2 separate regions of the Rattus norvegicus genome follow, and region 1 is linked to region 2. Evidence: chromatin contacts called from public Hi-C data. All regions are on one chromosome and are shown on one strand. Each heading gives the region's core, a stretch centred on a gene start, on an enhancer-like site or on the middle of the called end of the contact. The rest is flanking DNA. Distances are from core to core; before and after follow the strand shown.

Evidence for each region. Hi-C and Micro-C count contacts between places; a contact is called where the count stands out from the background.
Region 1: a contact with region 2 is called in a Hi-C map of Schwann cells, with 2.2 times the contacts expected there. The contact joins two enhancer-like sites. A contact is called at or near these places in 3 of 12 Hi-C or Micro-C datasets (Schwann cells, frontal cortex and mammary epithelial cells).

The regions. Positions count from the first base shown.
Region 1 is chr5:138,845,645-138,849,432 of GRCr8, reverse strand. It overlaps a transcript of Hivep3 not described here. Among named protein-coding and RNA genes, the nearest start is that of RGD1563049, 94 kb to the right of the region's middle. Within about 2 kb of position 1,787, at least 45 of the 93 cell types and tissues checked have an H3K27ac peak or open chromatin away from gene starts, as enhancers often do. A contact at or near this core is called in Schwann cells, where this site is marked.
Region 2 is chr5:138,806,648-138,810,063 of GRCr8, reverse strand. It overlaps a transcript of Hivep3 not described here. Among named protein-coding and RNA genes, the nearest start is that of RGD1563049, 55 kb to the right of the region's middle. Within about 2 kb of position 1,578, at least 40 of the 93 cell types and tissues checked have an H3K27ac peak or open chromatin away from gene starts, as enhancers often do. A contact at or near this core is called in Schwann cells, where this site is marked.

The sequences.
Region 1 (3,788 bases), core at 538-3,037, 39 kb before region 2:
CAGGCATTTCCAGGAAAGACAACTGTGTCTCTAAGGCCTTACAGATCTTGGTGTCAGAATTAAGGCCCCATCATGTGCTGGCTGGGTGGCCTTTGCCCTCCAGTTAATCTCTCTGAACTTCAGGTTAATTTTACACCTGCAAAATGGATTAGTGCCCCAGGTAGAATTAAGGAATCAGTTGGCATTACAGAGCACAGAACATGTGGCCCAGAGAAGGTAAGAGTGACTGAACAAAGAGTCAGCTCTGGGTAAATGCTTCTGGATCAGGGCCAGGCTGGTGTTGGACACCATTGATGGCCACTCACCCCATGCTGAGGGGTATGGCACAGAGAAGCTGTGGGCCATGCGCATAACTTAGAAAGACATCCAGACCCCCAATCTAGTCAGCATTGGAGTAGAGAGGGAGCCAAAAATTACAGGGAAGATGCTGTACTCCAAGAAAGAGAAGGGAAGGCTCAGCATGGCTGGGCAGGTGGTGGTGACAGGGAGCCTCATCCGGGGCAAACTGATGGCATCTGGCAGCCTGTGAGAAGAGGAAAATGTTCACTGACATGATGGTTAATGTTGCCGAGTCTCTAGAGTGGAGGATGAGAAGGGAGTTGAGGACCATGCCTGTGGCAGAAAACAGTAACTAAAGCATTTAAATTGAGGAGTGTGAAGAAGAGGTTTGATCTAGACACACACCTGCTATCCCAGAACTCTGAGAGGCCAAGGCAGGAGGATGGAGAGTTCTAGACCAGCCTGAGGTATTTACAACCCTGTCTCAAAACAAAAGAAAACAAACACACACAAAACCAGAGGCTAGAGTGCTTGTGGTGTCCTTCCATGAGATCAGCTGAGCATTGGCCGATCTGCTCCAGAATCAACTACGCTGTACTCAGTCATTTGCAGGATGAAGATCTCTTTCAAGCATTCTGGGGTCTCCAACATAACTACATCTACAAGAACTCCTTTTGGAAAGTAGAGTAGTTTAAGCCTCCTTTAACTAATGAGAAACCTAAGGCCCAGGGCAGGCAAGATTGCTCAGTGGGTAGAGGTTTTTGTCAGGGAGCCTAAAATCCTGAGCTGGATTCCTTGGACCCACATGGAGAAAGAGAGAACAGATTCATACAACTCTTCTTTCACTTCCACACATGCACTGGGGCATGTGTCCCCACAATAAATGAAATAAAAATGAAATTAATTTACAAAAAAAAGACTTAAGCCTCAGAAAGTCATGTTGTGCCCCACATTGCTAACAAAGCAGAAACTGGAAGCTAGCCACCAGTAGCTTCTAGGCAGCACCCACTGCTTGGAATCCTACCATCATGAGCCCTTGGGGCATATCTGACACACAGTAACCTATGTCAGCATTTGTGATAGTGGTGAGGATGACAGAGGTAATGTCGATCACTATGATGAGGACAGGCATGGAGACCACATTCCTTGTTTGACTTAATCTATTTGACATCGTTATAAGGAAGGAGTCACCATCTCCTAGCTATGGGGAAGCTTGACCCCACCTGTATGGGGCTTTGTGGGGTGTCTGGAGCTAAGCCTCGGCTACCCATGCCAGTCCCATCTTGGAGCTCATTCGGATAGAAGCAACCAAGCCCCAATCCTATCCTTCCTCTATCTCCCATCATGCTTCCCTCCTCTCTCATGGGGTTGGAGCGCTGCGTGGCTCTCTTCAGCCCTGTAATTTGGGACTCAGGCATTGCTGGAGAATGAAGCCCATCTCTCCTTCTCCGCCGACGCGAAGGGAGCTGGGTGACAGCAGATGAAGGAAGTCTGTGCTGCTCCACAACCACCCACATGCTCTCTAAATTCACCGCCAGACAAAGTCGGCTCTTTGTCTTGGAGCCTCCCTCCCTCCCTGCCTGCCTGCCATTCATGCACTGGGAGGTTTTGCTTCCAATAAGTGGAGGCTGGAGGGGGGAAAAAAAGCAAGCAGGAGAGGAGGAGAGAAAAGCAGGGAGAGGGGGACAAGACAACATTGAATCAGACCCAACTTAGCCTCACTGTCAAAGTGACAGCTCGTGGAAATGATTTGTAGACTGCTGTGCTAGGAGACACTGTCTCCAAGGAGGCCCCTCTCTGTGAGCCGCTAGGTACCAAGTACAGCATCTGTGAGCCTGTGAATGTCACCTAGACCCTTTGTGGGCTGTGGAGGAGTGCTAAACTCCACCCTAGAGCCCAGGCTCTGAGCCTTCATGGTGGCTGTCCTGTGTAACACAGCCCAGCTGCGGTGGTGCCCATCTCTGCTCTCATAAAACTGTGGCAGGTGCCTGATGTCCTAGCTCACCTAGTTCTTCGTACCACTAGAAACCGGGCCACACCTGGCCAGGTGACATTGTGCCACCTGCAAGGTATCTCGAGATGCACTTCTCATCTGTAATCTGAGGGCTGAGCTCTAGGTTATGCTCCAGCTTCAGTCTACATCAGACATCCATTACAGGCATACGTGGTGTGAAGACCAGCATTTCCAGAGCCATGCTGGTTTCTCCCCTGAGTGGATGCTCAAAGAAGACTGAGCCAGTGTTCTTGAGCAGTCCCGAGGCAAAGGAAGAGCCACAGTGCTGCCTTTCTCCACACAGGGTTGGCTGAGGTGCCTTTGACCTTGGTTACTGTCTCCTCTCAGACCTGGTGTCCAACCTCATTGTTTCCTTGGATACCAGCCATGAACTCTGCTGGGAAGAACTGAGGCTCTTACTCCTGGCTCCTCAGTGAGGACGCCCACTTAGTGGCACAGACTTTAGAATCTTATCCACCTCTACTGGGAAGGTCCTATTCACGAGCCGTGTGGCTTGACCTGGTTTCCCCTTGGCCAGGTGGAATACAGGGTGACATCAGGAAGTCTGAGGGATCATGGGCACTGAGCAGGTGCCTAGCTTGATCTCCCGCCATCTCCTGCTGCAGTGCCTTCCCTGAGCCCCTCCCACCTCCTTTCATATCTCCGATGAGACCTGTTCCAGCTATGACTCTGAGTTAGAAGCACCTATGTGCTACCAAAGGGCTCAAGGCACACCTTTCTCTTTGGGCCCAGAGACCTAGGCTGAAGGGTCCATTGTGTCTCTGGACCCCAGGTCCCACTGACCTTGGAATGTCACAGAAGTCATTCACGGCAGCTCGCTTGGCCCCTAGGCATCCTCCACCCTGCCAAGGTCACATGGCTAATTAAACAGAAGATGGGGCATGGAATGCAGCCCAGAAATCCTGTATGACAACTACAATTTAATAAGGGTCATCAATACAGTTCCCTGTGGCCTTGCTTACCACAAGAGAGCCTCGGGCTTATGGCAACATTGGGAAAGTGAATAGCTCCAGAAAAGGGGCTTTTTTAAAATGGGGAGATGTGTGATGCTCTGTAGTCCTAAAGTCGAGCAGACATCTCTAACATGCTGGACCCCTAGACTCCAATCTGTTACTCTGCTCTCTGGCATGTCCCTGTGAACATAAACTCTATGAAGAAGGAACTTCCAGTCATGTGACTTGATCAAGGCCACAGCTGCTAATGCTGGGGTCCCTCCTGGGAGGGCAGGTCTTCTCTACTCTGGCCTGACCTGGGCAGTCAAAGGAATGGATGTCCTATTGGAGCCAGCTCACCCAGCCTTTGCTCCTGGGAAGGGTGCAGTGGGGAAGACTAGGTTCCTCGTCTGCAGGAGATTGTGGGAGTAGGAAAGGCTCTCAGTGTTTCTGGAGACAGAGCCAGGCTGCTGCCTGGGCTTCCTGGACTCTGGCCAAGGCTTCAGACTGCACAGACATGATGGGAGGTTTTGCTGGATCTGTCCTCAGGAATCATTGACTCT
Region 2 (3,416 bases), core at 329-2,828:
TGTCATTCCATACCAGAGACTCAAGGAGAAAGAGGGAGTGACCTGGGCACTGGGTTTATCATGCTCTTTGTTGAGGGTCTCTTCCCAGTCCTGTCAAGTCAGAGCTTGGATTGGACTATGCTGTGCTAGACTCTGGCAGGGAAATGCTGGCAGATGATCCCACCTGTGCAAGGCACCTGGGAAGCCGCGTTCACAGACATGCGCACACGGAACAGCAGCTATGAGGGGTGGAGGGCAGGAGGATTGGGTTAGAGTTTCAGAGTCTGGAAAGATAAAAAGTTCTGAAGATGGTGGTGATGGTTGCATGACGGAGAGAGAGAGAGGGAGAGAGAGAGAGAGAGAGAGAGAGACAGAGAGAGGGAGAGAGAGAGACAGAGAGAGAGACAGAGAGAGAGACAGAGAGAGAGACAGAGAGACAGAGACAGAATCAATGTGAATGCATGTACATGAGCGTGAGCATGCATGCATATGTGTATGTGTGAATGTATGTGTGAGAGTGTGAATGCCTGTGTGTGAATGTGTATGTGTGGGTATGTGAGTGTGAATGTGTGTGCATGTGTGAATATGAGTGTATGAATGTGTATAGATCACATGTCTGTGTGAGTACATACATATGTGAGCCTGTGCGAATGTATAAGTATATATGTGTGTAAGTGTACATGTGAGTGTGTGAATGCATGTAAGTGTGCATGTGTGTCTGTGGTATATTTGTAGGTGGTACATGCATGTGAGTGTATGGGTGGGTGTACCTGTGCACACATACAGAAAGAAGCTGCAGCAGGATGTCAGGCATCTCTATGAGCCTCTGCCTTTCTGCTTTGAGACAGGGCCTCTCTCTCCCTGAACTGGAAGCTTGCTGTTTCAATTATGCTGGCAGGCTAGCAAGCTTTCAGGATCTGCATGTCTCCGCCTCCAGGAGGCTGGGTTACCACAGCATGCACAGCCATGCTCAGCCTTTGGAACTCTGGGGAACTGAACTCAGAGCCTCCCACTTGGCAGACCAAGCACTCTACCTGCTGAACCATCCCTCTAGCCCACATGTGAATGTTTTTTAATGTCATTGAGTTAGCTCAAAATGGCTTATGTAATCATTGCTACTTATGTTTTGTCACAATTTAGGCAGCACAAGCTCAGAAGGGAGTTGAAGGCTGTTGAATGAATGAGTGAGTGAGTGAGTGAGGAGTTAAGTAGGTGGACTCCAGAGCTTGGAGCCTGCTGGGAGATTTTGGAATTGTGAAGCCAGGTCACAAACCACAGCCTGGAGGGTGGGTGGCTCCAGGCTTCTGCTCAGTCCCCTCACTCTGACAGGTCTGCAGAGTAATCCAGTGATGGTTTCCAAGCCTGACCTCCCCCGCCCCCATCCAAACTGCATCTGGGGTTTGCGCTGACTCTGACTCAGGAGCTCCCCAAGGCCCTGACTAATTTTCTTGGGAGGTCAGTATGGGACAGAGCCACTGCTGGGAGGAAAACATCAAGTTCTGCAGCAGAGAACCATGGCTGGATCTTGGCTGGGCATGGTGTGCCAGGAAGGGCAGCTAAAGGCCTGAGGAGAAGTCTGGCAGAAAAGGCTGTTCCACTCATCCTGAGAGTGAGCCACACGCTTCGGAAGTATCACGTTAAGGAGATGAATCACACACTGACTCAAGAGAGGGGGCGGCCGAGTTGTAAATCAGAGCAATGGCTTTTACTTGTCAGAAAGGTACAATAAATAACATCTCCTTGTGCCACTTAACAAAAGAGAGTGGGAGGGAGAAAGGCAGGCCAAGCTCGCAGGAGGGCTGTGGAGTTATGAAGGCAGGGGCAGCCTCGGGGCTTTTTCAGGATACTCCAGTTACTACACACACACACACACACACACACACACACACACACACACACACACACACACACACACACACCATGTTTTTTCTTCCAAGTGTCCAGAGCCCTGGGCTGTAAGAAAATGCCAGAGCTATCCAGTACTGGTCACTAGGTGAGTCCTGTTTTATGAGCACAGTATTCTCTTGCTGGCAACATCATGAATGGGGGGTTTCTTCTTCAGAATGGAAGGGGCTTGCCCAAAGCCCATAGAGGGCAAAATTCTCTTGGGAAGAAAGGTGAATTCAAAATTGGTGTAAGTCATTGTCTTACCTGTGGGCTGCCAGGGCAAGTGGCTAGATGCCCCGGGTGACAGAAATGAGTTCTTCTAAATGACGTGTGTTGGGGGCTGGGGGCTATGGCCACAGTCTATTCTTGGATTTAGAATCAGACTCCTTGGGGTTTCTAGGACTTCAAAGTAGAAGGCTGCCTTGCATTGCTGGGAACAGGCAGAGAAAGATGGGGATTCTGGGTCAGGCAGGGGCACCCAGCACGTGACCCACTCAGGCCTTGTTGCTCTGGGCAACTAGAACACTGAGAGGCAGCTCTGCTGCCAGAATAGTGTCTTTGGGGGAAGCCAAAGACCTGCTTCTCCTGCTAGTGACGCCCTGTGAGAGAGCCATTAGTTACCCATGGCTATGAAAATGTAGCTGGCTACATGTCCTTCTAAAGTACACAGTGGTTTTCAAGTGTTTAATAGGGAACGAACAGTGTGAGCTTGGGTGAGTTTTCATATTGACCACGTAGAGAAGCAACACACACTTTAGGTATATTCCATTAAGGAAAATGTAGTATTAAAATTAGGTTCAAACAGTTCCTTCTACTCTTTTTAATGTGACTACCAGAGCATTTAAAAGTATACATGCAGTTTGCATCTGTGACTCATGTTATATCTCCACTGGGCAATCCAAGTGTGAGAGCTGGCACCCTACAGAGAAAGCAACCACTCCTGACCCACAGTTCTGACATCTAGGCTAGTGGAAAGCTCACACACATACTCTGGGCATTTGCCCAGATTCGATGGAAACTTTCCAAACTGTAAGGGTCCAGGAGAGAATATAACAGCATGGATAGGTGTAATCCCACCTCTGGCTGGGGCACTTGACTGACAAGTGTGTGGCCTGGAGTCAGGCCTCTCACATTTCCATGTCTCCTCCACACCACTGTGTATGCAGAAAATGTTTTTTAGTATCCACCATCTCAGCACAGACAGGCTCATAAATAGAGGGGCAAGTGTATTTATTTGTATTTGGGGTGTGTGTGTGTGTGTGTGTGTGTGTGTGTGTGTATCTGTCTCTGTGTGTATTTTTCTGTGTGTATATACATCTGTGTGTGTTTCTGTATGAGAGTGTGTATGTGTCTGGATGAGTGTCTGTGCCTGTGTGTGTTTCTGTATGTGTATGTATGTCTCTGTGTTTGTCTGTCTGTCTGCATGCCCTCCCCCTCTGTGTGTGTGTGTGTGTGTGTGTGTGTGTGTGTGTGTGTACAAGTGCCTAAACCTGTGAATCCAAGTGCAGAGGCCAGAGGTCAATGTCAAGTGTCTTTCTCAATTACTGTCT